Regions from separate parts of the Mus musculus genome. Here all the other regions are linked to region 1. The links are chromatin contacts, called in public Hi-C and promoter capture Hi-C maps. All regions are on one chromosome and are shown on one strand. Each heading gives the region's core, a stretch centred on a gene start, on an enhancer-like site or on the middle of the called end of the contact. The rest is flanking DNA. Distances are from core to core; before and after follow the strand shown.

What was found. Promoter capture Hi-C pulls out the DNA fragments that hold promoters and counts their contacts. Hi-C and Micro-C count contacts between places; a contact is called where the count stands out from the background.
Region 2: a contact with region 1 is called in a promoter capture Hi-C map of pre-B cells. The contact joins the promoter of Eif4e here to the promoter of Ankrd13c in region 1. A contact is called at or near these places in 1 of 39 promoter capture datasets (pre-B cells) and 1 of 484 Hi-C or Micro-C datasets (CD4 T cells).
Region 3: a contact with region 1 is called in a promoter capture Hi-C map of pre-B cells. The contact joins the promoter of Bcl10 here to the promoter of Ankrd13c in region 1.
Region 4: a Hi-C map of CD4 T cells shows a contact between it and region 1, with 7 times the contacts expected there. The contact joins the promoter of Rpf1 here to the promoter of Ankrd13c in region 1. A contact is called at or near these places in 1 of 39 promoter capture datasets (cranial neural crest) and 1 of 484 Hi-C or Micro-C datasets (CD4 T cells).

What each region holds. Positions count from the first base shown.
Region 1 is chr3:157,945,349-157,948,884 of GRCm38.p6, reverse strand. Ankrd13c (ankyrin repeat domain 13c) reads right to left here and starts at 1,885. Exons shown (of 13, transcript NM_001013806.2): 1 at 929-1,885. The coding sequence starts at 1,358.
Region 2 is chr3:138,524,294-138,527,829 of GRCm38.p6, reverse strand. Eif4e (eukaryotic translation initiation factor 4E) reads right to left here and starts at 1,639. Exons shown (of 8, transcript NM_007917.4): 1 at 1,536-1,639; 2 at 516-562. The coding sequence starts at 533. Mir1956 (microRNA 1956) reads right to left here and starts at 1,409; the gene lies at 1,345-1,409.
Region 3 is chr3:145,922,529-145,926,064 of GRCm38.p6, reverse strand. It overlaps Bcl10 (B cell leukemia/lymphoma 10), which reads right to left and starts at 1,803. Exons shown (of 3, transcript NM_009740.2): 1 at 1,550-1,803. The coding sequence starts at 1,606.
Region 4 is chr3:146,519,818-146,523,353 of GRCm38.p6, reverse strand. It overlaps Rpf1 (ribosome production factor 1 homolog), which reads left to right and starts at 1,931. Exons shown (of 9, transcript NM_027371.3): 1 at 1,931-2,185. The coding sequence starts at 1,958.

The DNA.
Region 1 (3,536 bases), core at 636-3,135:
TCAGGGTTTCTATTCCTGCACAAACATGATGACCAAGAAACAAGTTGGGGAGGAAAGGGTTTATTCGGCTTACACTTACATACTGCTGTTCATCACCAAGGAAGTCAGGACTGGAACTCAAGCAGGTCAGAAAGCAGGAGCTGATGCAGAAGCCATGGAGGGATGTTTTTTACTGGCTTGCTTCCCCTGGCTTGCTCAGCCTGATCTCTTATAGAACCCAAGACTACCAGCCCAGAGATGGTCCCACCCAAGGGGCCTTTCCCCCTTGATCACTAATTGAGAAAATGCCTTACAGGTTGGATCTCATGGAGGCATTTCCTCAACTGAAGCTCCTTTCTCTGTGATAACTCCAACTGTGTCAAGTTGACACATAAAACCAGCCAGTACATGTGGCTAAGACTTTATAATGAAAACCATAGTATGTCTTTAGTCTCAATCAAGATGAAAAATGGTCCTGGTGTGGAAAGAGCAACAAAAACAAAAGTCTCTTCAATTGCTTTGGGAAATTAAATGCGGACACATTTCAGTATGGCTTTCAAAAACCAGTGTTTACAGCACGAGGTCAGTGACGGATAAAAACTCACATCTATCTGCGCGTACCTGGGCGGTGAAGACCGGCAAGAAGGGAGGGAGGGAAAAAGGAAACGTTCCCTAAAACCCAGAAGACCTGCCTGGATGTGAGATAGCCCGACCTTTTGGCACTCGCAAAGACTGCCGCAGAGAAAATGCAACCTGTCCCGAAATGCTCAGGTGGAAAAGAAGAAAACATCCTTGCTGCACCCTGACCCCTGGCACGCTCGCTGCACCTGAAAAGACTCGAGGTTTTCCGCCAGAGGAAAACACGGTGCGGGAGAAGGGACCGGGAACCCGGAGGCCAACGGTCACCCCCACCCCACCTCCGAGGGGACGGAAATTAGGCAAAGCTCACCATGATTATCTTTCTGTCCGATATTGTGCGTGCGGATGAGCGAGGACAGTCTCCTCACGTCCCCCTTAAAGACGCACTCGTGGACCGGGTAGAGCGAGGGGCAGCCGCCTCCGTCAGCGACTAAAGCGGGGTTGCTGCCGCCCAGGCAGGCCGGGGCAGGGCAGGTGGCAGTCACTGCGTTGTGCTGCGGCGGGGCCGGAACGCCGGGGCCCGGAACGGCGGGCGCCTTCAGCTGCAGCCGGTGGTGGTGGCTGAAGATCTTATGGCAGGCCTTGCCGCCCTTGCCGCTGCCGCCCGGTCCGCTTCTGCCCCCGGTGAAGGCGCCGCCGAGCGCGGCTGTCGCCTCCTCCTCGCAGGGCTCCAGCACGTCCCCGTCCTCTTTGCTGGGCTTGTGGTCCCTCCGCAGGGAGCGGATCTTCTCCCCGGTCATAGCCGCCGCGGCGCGCGGGACAGGCTCCGGGAGGCTCACCGCGGGCCGAGCCGGCGCGGCGGCGGCGCCGGGCGATTAGAGCGGCGGCCGCGAGCCTAGCACGCAGCATGAACTCCCGGGGCGACCGCGGGTCCGCGACACGCGCATCTCCCGGAGGCGGCGGCCCTCGTCTCGGACGAGGAAAGCCGCAGCTCAAGAGACCACGACCGCACGACGCCCGGCGCCGCCGCCGCCGCCTCCTCCTCACTCGGAAAGACCCGGCGCAGCCATCTTTCCCCGGCTCCTCTCGCGAGAGCTTCGGAGGAAACGCCGCCGCGGAGTGTTAGAGGGCCGCTTCTGCGCTTGGGTCAGGGTCCGGGCAGCGCCCGCGCTCCTCTCGCACAGGGTTCCACCCTGGGCCGGGCCCTGCGGCTGAATTCAGACCCAGACTCAGAGCTCTGACCTGGTGCTCTGGGCCTTCGTAAAGGAGGAGGTCAACGGCAGTTACGAACTCTAGCTTAAAGGCTGAAACCCTGTTTGTCAACCTCCCTCAGAACGACGTAGGAAGACACCACCGGATATCGGACGTGACGTCACTCAGCTGCGCTGGACCTTCAGTAAACACTCGCTAAGACTCTGCTGGGTTCCCTAACCTGTGCAAGGACTTGCTCAGGCTGGCAAGGCTGTAGGCGAGGAGAGATGGCCAGTTATCCTGGAGGAATCTAGGGCCTGACTTTGGAATTCAAAGGCTGTTTATTACACCGGGAATGGAGGATTTTTCAAACAGCTGTTAGTTGAGTGTATTTGGGACAAACGTCAGAGTTAAAGTATGTGGAGGATGCTTACTTGAGGAAATGGAGTAATTGTTTTTAAATAAGTGGGCAGTAACCCGGGTGAGAGATGATGAAAGCATGCTCTGGGATACAGTGAATCCGGAAAAAGCTTAAGACTCCTTTAAAAATGAGTTCAAATTTAGCATATTGAAGTTGGAGGTCCTTGGTGTTTTTACACAGAGTGCTAGTTATACAGTTTGGAATTTTGGACATAAATTCTTTGGAAGTAGGAAACGGATCTTAGATCAGATTCAGGAATTGCACAGTAACCCAGCGAAATAAAATGGTGTAGAACAAAAGTGCCATAAGACGTATAGAATGAATAGTCGAGGTAGTGAGTGGGAATCAAAGCACTGTGTGTGTGTGTGTGTGTGTGTGTGTGTGTGTGTGTGATGAAATTGTGAACATTTAGAAAACTAAACTGAACATGGTGGCTCACATCAATAAGTTCCAGCACTCCAGAAACTGAGGAAGGGCAAAAGGATTGATCACATGGATTCAAGGCTAGCCTGAGCTACAGAGTGAATGCTGTCCCAAAATTAGTAGATGGACCAGTGACATGACATGCCACTGAGCATTCAATCCCTGGGACCCACATGGTAAAAGAAAAGAACCCATTCCAACAAATTGTCCTCTGGTGCATACCCACACACACACACAAAATTAGTCTTAAAAAAAAAAAAAAAAAACAGTAAATAGTAGGTAGGCAGCCAAAATCATGTACCTAATTACTGGCTGCTACCTCTTGATGGATGTTAAAACTCCTAAGTGTTCTTTCAGTGAAATCAAACACCATGAACATTTTTTTTTAAGACAACCTATTGTGGTGGTATATGCTTACAATCCCAGCACTCGGGAAGTAGATACAGGAAGGTTGCCTCAAGTGACTGTTCTCAAAAAACAAACATCTCATCCCTTTAAACTTTGAGGTTTAAGGCTTATAGTATGTAATGGGTAGGGACATCAAAATATGAGTACTATTAAAGATATTTAGTACAAGAAAAATGTAAATTCTGAGATTCTGTAACATCCCAATATAACATAAGGGGAAATTATTAGTTTAAATTGACACAGAAATCAAATTTCAGAAAGTCTTTGTGAAGGGCTTGGAGAGGAGGATCGGCAGTTGAGAGAAGTGGCTGCTTTTTCAGAGGACCTGGGATTCAGCTTCCGGCACCCACATGACAGTTTACAACTATCTGTATGTAACTCCAGCAGTTTCTGACTACCTAACACCCTCACACAGATATACATTCGGGCAAAAAAAAAAAAAACATATAAAATAAAAATAAACAAAATCATTTTTAAAAGTCTTTGTGGAGGAAGTAGTATCTGAAAGAGGTTTTAAAGAACTTATGAAAGCCCA
Region 2 (3,536 bases), core at 390-2,889, about 19 Mb after region 1:
TCCCGCGCGCCCACCGGTGGGCTCCGCCAGCCCACCCTCCTCCGCAGCTCCAGAGCGCGGCCCGCACGAGGACCCCCGGCGGCGGGTCGCCGGCGACGGCGAGGCGCCGCTGCCTCGGGCTCCCTCTCCGGCTCTCTCGGGCCGGCTCGCCGCCCACCAGCCACGGTGCCCGCTAGGAGCCGCCCGCCCCACGCCCCCCCGAGACCCCGGGACCCCACGCCGATCCCCGCGCCCGTGTCCCGAGCCGCCCTCCGCCCGCCGCATCGCGGCCCCGCGCGGCGCCCCTCCCCCCACCGCCCCGGTGCCCGGGCCCCCACACGGCGTGTGCGCTCCACGCTGCCGCCGCCAGCCTCCCGGCGCCGAGGCTGCCCGCCGAAGGTCAGGCCGGGGGCGGGCAGGGACCGGACGCGGCGGGAGGCGCCGTGCGCGCCGGTAACGCCGTCCTGCGGGAGTCCCTGAGCGGAGGAAGCCGGAGCGCGGGGAGCTCGGGGGTGGGGGCCGAAGGCAATACTCACCGGTTCCACAGTCGCCATCTTAGATCGATCTGATCGCACAACCGCTCCTGAAGGGGGGGCGAGAGGAAAAAAATGAGATTCAAACCGGATTGGCCGGCTCCTGCCCACGTGACGGACGTGTCCGTTTGGCCCTAGCGGCGCCTGCGCAAGACTGCAGCTGCTTGGGGAAGGAGAGGCTTCTGGGAAGTGGAGTCTTTTTTTTTTTTTTTTTTTTTTTTTTTCTTAAGGCAAGAAGTTTTTTTTTTTCTTCCAAAAAAAAAAAAAGTGATCACGTGGTCGCTGGCGAGGGTGCGTGGCTCCCGGCGCCGCGGGCGCTTCCTGCCGAGTTGGATTTAGGCCTCTGCTGGGCAGCGGGCAGAGCTCCGGTTGCACTCACTGCGGGGCATTCCTGCTGTGCCTTCTGTCGCCCAGTCCTCCCATCTTTCCTAGAAGGTTGAGAACTGCAGGCTCAGCACACGCAAGAAGGCTTCATTTGCTTAGCTGAGGTCCTAAGACAAGTTGCTTTTTATTTAGTTTTTCTTTTCGCCTCCCACCATTTTCTCTTGGTTTCTGAAAGAGGCGGCGATGGAGAGTCGTTGATGTGGTCTGCGTCTCCCCAGTCCCCGGTCCACTAACGCGGGTGGTCCCTTGCTACCATCGCTGCCCAAGCGGGTGGGCGGGCTTGCCCCACGGTACCCTCTCACTCGTTTGGGGAAGGGGAGTGCACGCGTCGGCTTTTCCTGTTCCCAGTCCTGAGATGAAGGCGTCAGGGGTGAATCTTGCTGGACGTGAAAGTTTGGAAGTTCTGTCCAATCGGTTCCAGTATTCTGCTTGGACGTGGACGGAAATAGCCTACGTCCAGGTGCCAGCCAGGGAAGCCACTCGGGGCTCCGCTGACTCAGCCCTGGACTGAAGGTCAGGAGTCGTTAAACCGGGTCAACTATGACTCTTGACGTTGACTCATACTCCTTAGGCGAGTGACTTAATACGCTCAGTGCCTCAACTTTTTCATTTATGAACCAAAGATGATAATACACTTACCTCACAAGGGTGTGCTGTGGTAAGGACTGTAACCAGCTTTGAAAACGCTTCGGAATCTAGAAGCAAGCGCGTGCCTTCCTTAAGGACCAGCTCCCTCCGCCTCCGCTGCTGTTTTAGCAATCTTGCTTCTTGACCCTGGGTCTTTTGAAGCGCAGGATGGCCTTGAACTTGAGGTATAGGGGAGGATGGCCTTGAACTGTCGATCCTCCTGCTTCCACCTCCCCCCCACAAAGTATCGGGATTACTGGCGCGTGCTGGGCGTGGGGGTGGGTTGGGAGAGCACTTTTTTGCTGAGATAGGGATGGAACTCAGGGCTTCCTGAGCGCTAGGCAAGCACTCTACCAACTGAGCTATATCCCCAAGCCTTAACAGTGTCTTAAAATTTTCTTTTCTTTACTTTGTTGCGTACACCGATGCAGTTTTAAAGGGAATGTAGCTGCTCTCAACAGAAACTTCGTGTTCATGAACTTATGTTCATAACAACTAACAAACAGAACTGGCATGCTACATTTTCTTCTAAGTTACCAGGCCGTCAAAGCACTGTTGGGTAAAGTTCCTAATGAGGGAGCCAGGATCTCATGGCTTCCACGCAGCTTAAAAATGTTACCGCCAGGAAAAGCAGTGTAAGCAGGCTATCTCGTGTCTGCCTCTCCATGGCATTGCTGTTGTCCAGAGCTGTGTCATAGCTATTATTGAGTACATAATGGATGCTTGGGTTGACTAACACATAATTGAGGCTGTGTAAGAACTCAAAGCCAGTGCCTGCTCGTGTTTTTGTTTACCAGGATGGCAGAAGTGATTTTAAACGAAAGCTTCTGTTTAAGTTGGCGTGAGTAGATTCTCAAGTAGACATAGCTCTATGAACTAAACACATAGGTGAATTTCTATGTACAAATCTGTTAACACTAACCAAAGTAATTATAATTGACCCCTTATTTTCTGTTGTCTGTAAAGTGATGTCTGGTTAATTTCTATGAGAAGACAGCATTAGGGTGCTGAGTTGTAGCTCAGTTGATAGAGTGTTCATCCAGCCTAGATTCCCCCCAACACCACATAAACCCAGCATGCTGGAGGATCAGGACTTTAAATTCAGTGACATGGCAAGTTCTAGGCCACCCAAAGAAACAGGAGAATCTCTATCCAAAGAAAGGAAAAAGACAACCTAAATATCCTGTTTTGAGCTTCAGGGTTGGTTACAGCACAAACCAATCCATTGGCAAGAAAGTATCCTGACAAGCCTGAAAACCACCAATATAAAGTTTTTGTTTAAAATGACATTTGATTGTTTTTTTTTTTTTAACCTTCTTCCTCTGTTGTCAGTGAAGACTCATATTTTGGGCTACAGGTATAACTCAGGGGTAGAATGTTTGCCTAGCTTGCTTAAGATTCAGGATCCAGCCGGGCGTGGTGGCACACACCTTTAATCCCAGCACTCAGGAGGCAGAGGCAGGTGGATTTCTGAGTTTGAGGCCAGCCTGGTCTACAGAGTGAGTTCCAGGACAGCCAGGGCTACACAGAGAAACCCTGTCTCAGAAAAAAAACAAACAGAACAAAAAAAGACTCAGGATCTACTTCCTAGTACCCCTGTGTTCCCACAAAGACTTGCGCTTTTACAGTTTTTTTTTTGTTTTTTTTTTTTGTTTTTTTTGTTTTTTGGTTTTTTTGGTTTTTCGAGACAGGGTTTCTCTCTGTAGCCCTGGCTGTCCTGGAACTCACTCTGTAGACCACGCCGGCCTCGAACTCAGAAATTCATCTGCCTCCCAAGTGCTGGGATTAAAGGCGTGTGCCACCACTGCCTGGCTCGCCCCATTCTTTATAGTTTAAGTCATCTCTATATCTGTATATGATTTATTGACTATTTTTAAACATTTCAGATGTGTTTGCCTAGTGTCAACACTTACGATTTCATCTTGTCAAATATATGGGGGCTAGATTTTTATGTGTTATGTCGGTCTGTATACAATCACTTTCATTTTGCTTATTTATTCATTTATTTGTGGA
Region 3 (3,536 bases), core at 554-3,053, about 12 Mb after region 1:
CCTTAATCCCAACACTTGGGAGGCAGAGGAAGGGAGTTGAGGCCAGCTAGTTCTACAGGTGAGTGCCAGGACAGTCAGAATTACAGAGAAACAAAACAACAGCCAAATGTATGAAATTATAGTTTGAGTTCTGGTAGACTTGGAAATAAAGTCCTGGAGTTGAGAAAAAAAGGAGATTCAAATAATGCGGATGAATGTTTAAGCTTGTCATAAGCAGTTTCAAAAATAATAGGGTGAATATCTAAGGAACACTATTTTTATAGACACCCTGACGCTTCTCTGTAGTCTCTCTAAGGTTATGGACATCTGACACAGGTCTAACGTGCAACTGTCAGGATGGATGACGTCAATGAACCCCGGAGCAGAAACAAAGGCCTGCAGCACTCTCCTCCCCTATCTACAGACAGGTCTTGTCTTGTTTTGCCAGCTATAAAATGAAAAGCAATTCTCTCCTTATAGGTACTTTAATGATTGTGAGAAAATTCAAAACTGTGGAACATGGGAACAGAGCTCCCAGACTTTACACTTAGGGTTTACTGTCCTCTTAAGGACTATAGTGGGTATCAAAGACCTTGTTTCAAGTAGAATGTGTAGCTTTCCATACAGCAGGTGCCCTACCAACTCCACTGAACACGGAAACTATGGCAGTTATCCTGGCCGTACCTTTCCCTCCTGGTACTTAGCTCTATCAGTTGTAATTATGGGCACAGCGCAATAAACTTTACAAGGGGTAAGTATGGTAGAAAAAGGGGTCTGAAGCACACATACATCTTCAACAACTTGAGGTTAAGTTCGTAAAGACGATTTTTCGGCAGCATTTTGGTGCTAAGTAAGAACGAGTTACCGGTTTTTAATGTGAATTCATGTATATTATCTAAGTTGTGCTCATTTGATTTTTTTTTTTTTTCTGGCAAAAGAAGTTAAAAGGAAGGAAAAAAAAAACGAAGCACGTTGTGGTTAAAGCCATTTCCTCAAATATTACTGTGTCTGTGAAGTTCTACATGGTCTAAGCAGAAGAGTCCAATTTAGTCGGGAGTATTTTCAACGTTTACCTGGGAACCAAGTCTCAGCGAGAAGTACGCACACCCCCTTCATTTAAATACGTGGGCGTCTGATTACTCGGGGAATTCCAGGGCGTGCGTTCAGCTGGCGAGCTTTCCGCAGCCCCCGATAGAGACCAGTTTCACCCATCTGCTCTACGCCCGGGGATGCCTGGTCCAAAGCCCGCTGTGGGCACACTCCGGCGGCTCCCTAGGCTAGCAGCTCCCGCGGCGGTGGCGTGGGATGGGGGATCGGCAGGATGGAAAGCCACCAGCGACGAGCGGATGGCAAGGAAACATCCAAGCCCACCGACAGGCTTAACCGCGGACTCCCGGGTCGCTGGTGGATCGTCTCCAGCCAGCTCCCGGGAAGCAGGCAGGTCGTGCTGTGCCAGGACCCCGCGCTCTTCCGACCTGAAGTTCCCCGTCGCTCAGCTCCGGGTTTCCGCTTTCCTCCGCCCGCCCGCCCCGCTGCGCCCCGCTGCGCCCAGCCCGGCGGAGCTACTCACGTCCTTCTTCACTTCAGTCAAATCCTCCTCCGTGAGGGACGGTGCGGGAGCCTCCATGGCCCAGGCCGGGATGGCGTCCTTCCGGCCCGCGCCACCCCGCCCAGACTAAGGGCTCGGGCCTCCGGGAATCAGGCTGTGACTTCGGGGGGACTAGGAACAGAAGCGGGGGAACGGCCGGCTCACGGACGAGGAGGTGGAGACCTCAACGCCCCACTTCCGGCTCCGCCCCTGGGGCCAGCGGTGCCGCGCTCAGCGTTCTTCCTAACTCAGGCACCACCCTTCGGCGAGGCGGGTCTGCCTGCAGGCCCCACCCACCTACGTGCCAGCCAATCAGTACTACCCTCGGTTACGTCTCTGCTTCCGCAGTGGCTCCGCCCACAGCGGGCGTCCCTCTAACCACGCCCCCTTGTCATTTACATAGGCTTGCGGATTGGACGCCTGAAGGATTTGTTTCCGTGGGCGGAGCACTGGCCGCTCAGTTTAGCGGGATCTCCCCGCCTTCGCAGACTCCTCGTTTGGGTGGAGTGTGGGCTGAGTCGGCCAGAGCATTTTGGTTTGCTTCTCTTTTCCAGATGTTGCGGAACAATTTCCTGTTGTGCTGAGCCAGGTTTTACAGTTGCGTGATCATACGTATATGTATACACGCACACATAACTTCCGTTTGAGGGCCTGCTCTGGGGGGCCACTGCCATTTACCACCTAGAACTAGGGAGACAGGAGCAAGGAGATCTTGAGAGCAGAAAACAAAACGACAAAACACAAAGAAAAAAAAAAAACTGTTAAAAGATTTAAAAATTACCTGCAATCCCATCAATTTAGCAGCACAGGTAGTGTTTGGGTACTTTTAAGTCTCTATTCATTAGAAGCATTTCTCCTTATTAATCTATGCAGTAGAGACAAATTTAAAAAGCTAGGGCCTCTAGGAGTATATTTAAGGTTCTGAAGCTACTTGGTACACAGTTACACTCTCTTATTGTTATCCTTTATCTCTGTTCAGTAAGTAAATTCTAGGGATGCTCTGATGGGGAAGTTGTTTATTGGAGGCCAAATGGCTATTTTCAGAACGATATTTTAACTCGTAGCCCGTGCAAAACGTGTCCTAGTGGATGAGGTGCTCCACATAGAGTCCTAGGCAGAAAATGATTATGTGGTCGATGAAGTAAATCTGCAAGTGTAGACTGAAATGTCAAGAGGACCAAAGGCAACAGGAATCTTTATCTAAAACAAAAGAACCAGTAGAGGCTTAAAGCCACATCTCTGTAGCTTTGATCAGAGTTCTGGAATCTTGGTGTTTACATTATGCCAGGTCTTTTTTTACGCTGATGTCTAGTATACTAGAGTGTTTTCCTGTGTCCTTAGTCATCCGTTGTCTTGTTATAACCCAATTTGCTTAATCATTTGCTCTTTCCTGTAGCAACCATCTGTTGAATGGCAACTACTGAACTACACCCAGATCTTCTTCTAGCAAATCAAACACCTCTGTCCTCCAGCTAGGGTGTGGTGGCACAAGCTAGCTAGCTGTGTTGGCCAACCAACTGCTTGCATCTGACCCAGCTATAAGCAGGAATAAATCATAAACTTACTTAAAACATTAGGAGGGTTTTTTCCTTTTTGCATTTTTTCCCCACATTTTGGATATGTAGGTTTTTTTTTGTTTGAACCCTGCAGATAAGAATATCCTGTCTCAAAATAAAAAACAATAGACCCAGTCATAAGTATTGTCAAAGTTCAAGGTTATTCTGGGCTACTTAGTAAATTACTGGGACAACCTGTGCTATATAGTAGGAGCCTGGCTCCAACAAACAGAAAAAACAACAATAACATCTGTTTCTTCGTGAAATTTACATTAAAGCACGTATTTGTTTGGGGGTGGAAAAGGTAGACATTTGAAAAGTTTCGTGTGTAAAGTGTTTAATATGCTAGAATCTCATAAATACTAAGAGGGAAAGCGACGCTGGGAAATGGAAAAGGTGGAGATGGAGACCAC
Region 4 (3,536 bases), core at 682-3,181, about 11 Mb after region 1:
AATTTTATCAATGTGTACACAGCATAGTGTGTACTTACACAAATATTGGTGGCATATGGTAATCACTCAGCATGGTATTTTGATTTAATCAAGAGATATGATAAAACAGGAGACATATGAGTTGTACAGGTGTAACATGGCACACTGTTTTACAGAAACAAAAATGGAAATGGGAATACAATCTAAAAATTAAAAGTGTAGGAAAGCAAATATTTAAGCCAGCACTATTACATCTGCCAGTTAACATACAAGGTTTGTTGTTGTTGTTGTTGTTTTTAGTGTTGTCAAGGAATGAATAGTATCATAATCGTAATGTTGTAATTTTATATGACTGTCATCATGGTGGATTTACACCAGCATTGCCACAAACATAAATTATGTTCTGCTACAACTTAACAACAGTTACATCACTAACCAATAGGATTGGTTTCAGCTCCGTGGTGACTGGAGACCTGTAGCTGAGATTTCTCACTATGAAGTAACTGCCTACTTAGTGGCTCCAACAACAGACTTGGAAAGTGTCTTGGTTTACGAGTTTTTGTTCTATGACTATAAAAAAGGCTTTAGGAACCTGCTTCTACCTTGGAAAAGGGAATTTTGGGATGCCTGAACCTATGTTTCCAGGCCACTCATATTTGGCTCCAGAATAAACTGTCTCATTTTTCTCTAAGGTGAGAGCTGTGCGAATACTACCTTTGTTCAATTCATTAACATTTCTCACTCCACCCATCTTCCCTTAGTTTCTTCTTAAATAATAATAAATAACTTTTAAGAATTATTTAATGTAGCCGGGCGTGGTGGCGCACGCCTTTAATCCCAGCACTCGGGAGGCAGAGGCAGGCGGATTTCTGAGTCCGAGGCCAGCCTGGTCTACAAAGTGAGTGCCAGGACAGCCAGAGCTACACAGAGAAACCCTGTCTTGAAAAACCAAAAAAAAAAAAAAAAAAAAAAAAAAAAGAATTATTTAATGTATATGAATACATTGTAGCTGTCTTCAGATACACCAGAAGAAAGCATCAGATCCCATTACAGATGGTTGTGAGCCACCATGTGGATGCTGGGAATTAAGCTCAGGATCTCTGGAAGATCAGTCAGTACTCTTAATCACTGAGCCATCTTCCCAGTCCCCTTAAATAATTATTATGAGTATTGTTTTTTATGTGTAAATCAAGGAGACTGTAAATTCAGCTTTATGACAACCACTCACTTAGCATCTACAAAGCCTGAGTCAGGGCCGTAGCGCCTTAAAAATAAAGCAAAATGCCTGATCATTTTCTCCCTCAAAATCCACCAAGAGGACTACATCTTACACAAAACACAGCGTCTTTACAAAACCCTCACAGAATCTATTCAACTTCAAGCCTCTTCTTCTCTCCTAAATTTTCGTCTGACTTCTGGTGTCTGTGGTGTTTGAGTGGTAGACTAGTTTGCTGCTGCTAAGGGGCCTCGCAGCTGGCCGTTTCCATTGTCTGGTAGGCGTTATCAGTTTATCTCAGATGAAAGGATTTTCCTGCATTGCTGCATAAGCATTAAGTCTGAGACCAGTGAGAACGTTGGAAGTGTGATGCTTCTTTGCTCTCTTTTTAATCTTGTTCTGTTTAGAAATTGTTCTATTAGAAATAATGTACAGTCGGGAACGAACTCTGAATTTTGACACTTTCTTTCTTTCTTGGGGGGAGGGGAGTTCGAGACAGGGTTTCTCTGTGTAGCCCTGGCTGTCCTGGATCTCAGGCTGTAGACCAGGCTGGCCTCGAACTCAGAAATCCGCCCGTCTCTGCCTCCCTAGTGCTGGGATTAAAGGCGTGCGCCACCACCAGCGTCCAGCCTTGGCACTTTCTTACATAGCTAATCCATAAAGCAAAGCGCTAGTTCCGGAACTTGGCGGCCCCGGAAGTAAAACCGTATGACCCGGGTCAAAGACAGAGAGCACTTCCGTTTCCGTACAGCCGTAAACAACATGGCGAAGGCCGGCGAGAAAAGTGTTGGTGGCGGCAAGCGAGGCTTGAAGAGGAAAGCTGCCGCTGAAGAGCCTCAAGAGGCTGCGGCCGCGAGCGATGGGACGGCGGAGAGCGGGGTGCAGCCCGCGAAAGCGGCCGCCTTCCCCCCGGGCTTCAGTATCTCGGAGATTAAGAACAAGCAGCGGCGACACTTGATGTTCACGCGGTGGAAACAGCAGCAGCGGAAGGTACGCGCGCGGGGTTGGCGGGGCACGAGCGCAGGGGCGGGGCCGGGAGCGCGCGGGGCTGGGGGGGGGGCGACGTGCGCGCGCGGGGTTGAAGGGGCGGGGCCGGGGGCGCGCGGGGTTGAAGGGGCGGGGCCGGAGGCGCGCCCCCAGCCCCTCGCTTGGCTACGGGGTCCCCAGCGTCAGCCTTTTGCCGGATGAGCTTGGCGTAGGGGAATCCGGCCCTTGCCTGCTCCGTGGGTTGCACTCTCTGGGAAGCCGAGGGATTTGGAACCGACGATCCAGCCTCTGGCCGGAGATGGCAGAGGGTCCGCCCCCTGCCTTTGCGCATCCCGCCTGCCTAGCGTTGGTGGTAAACTCCAGGTCCTAAACGTGGCCCCAGACTCTTTCAAGGAACCATTGGTGAAGTTTCAGCACTGTGAAGTGTCTGTCATAGCTGTGTTTGCTCTCTTCCGCCTTGTGCTCGCACTGAAAACTAGACAGACTTGTAAGTAAGCCTTGCCCAGGATCATGAGGCTCATTTGTGTCTAAATTACAATTTTAAAAATTCCCTATTACAGCATACACAGCAACTAACACATGATTTTATATTTGTGTTCTCTTACTGGAGGACCTTGGCTGGATCTTTTCGTAAGTGCTAGGTCGCTACTGGAGTTCTTTTTATTTATTTATTTATTTTTTAAAGATTTATTTATATGAGTGCACTGTAGCTGTCTTCAGACACACCAGAAGAGGGCATCAGATCCCATTACAGATGTTTGTGAGCCACCATGTGGTTGCTGGGAATGAACTGAGGACTTGTGGAAGAACAGTCAGTTGTGGAGGTTTTTTGGTTTTTGTTTTTTTGTTTTTTTCAAGACAGGGTTTCTCTGTGTAGCCCTGGCTGTCCTGGAACTCACTTTGTAGACCAGACCTCGAACTCAGAAATCTGCCTGCCTTTGCCTCCCAAGTGCTGGGATTAAAGGCGTGCGTCACCACCGCCGGGCTTGATTTGCAATTTTGAGGGAGGAATGTCCTAAAAGCCTTTTTTTTTTGGACTGAAGATCAGTAGGCACTACAGAATGTGTCAGACATTTTGTCTAGATTCAGGAGATTATAGTGTATACTAAGTAACAACTGAACATGTTTGCAACTTCCTATTGACCTTAATAGGTAGTTTTGGTTATAACCTATAAGAATAACTAGTGGTGACCTTATTGGAAATGTCCTGAGAACTCATCTCCCATTTCTGTCTATTTTCAGTGCTTTTCAAGAGAAGTAACCATTATACCCATAATCTTTAGAACGCATCCACTAGGGGAAAATGTACTTGTTCATTCATACGTTTAATTAATTGGAAGTATTATAGTAAAAA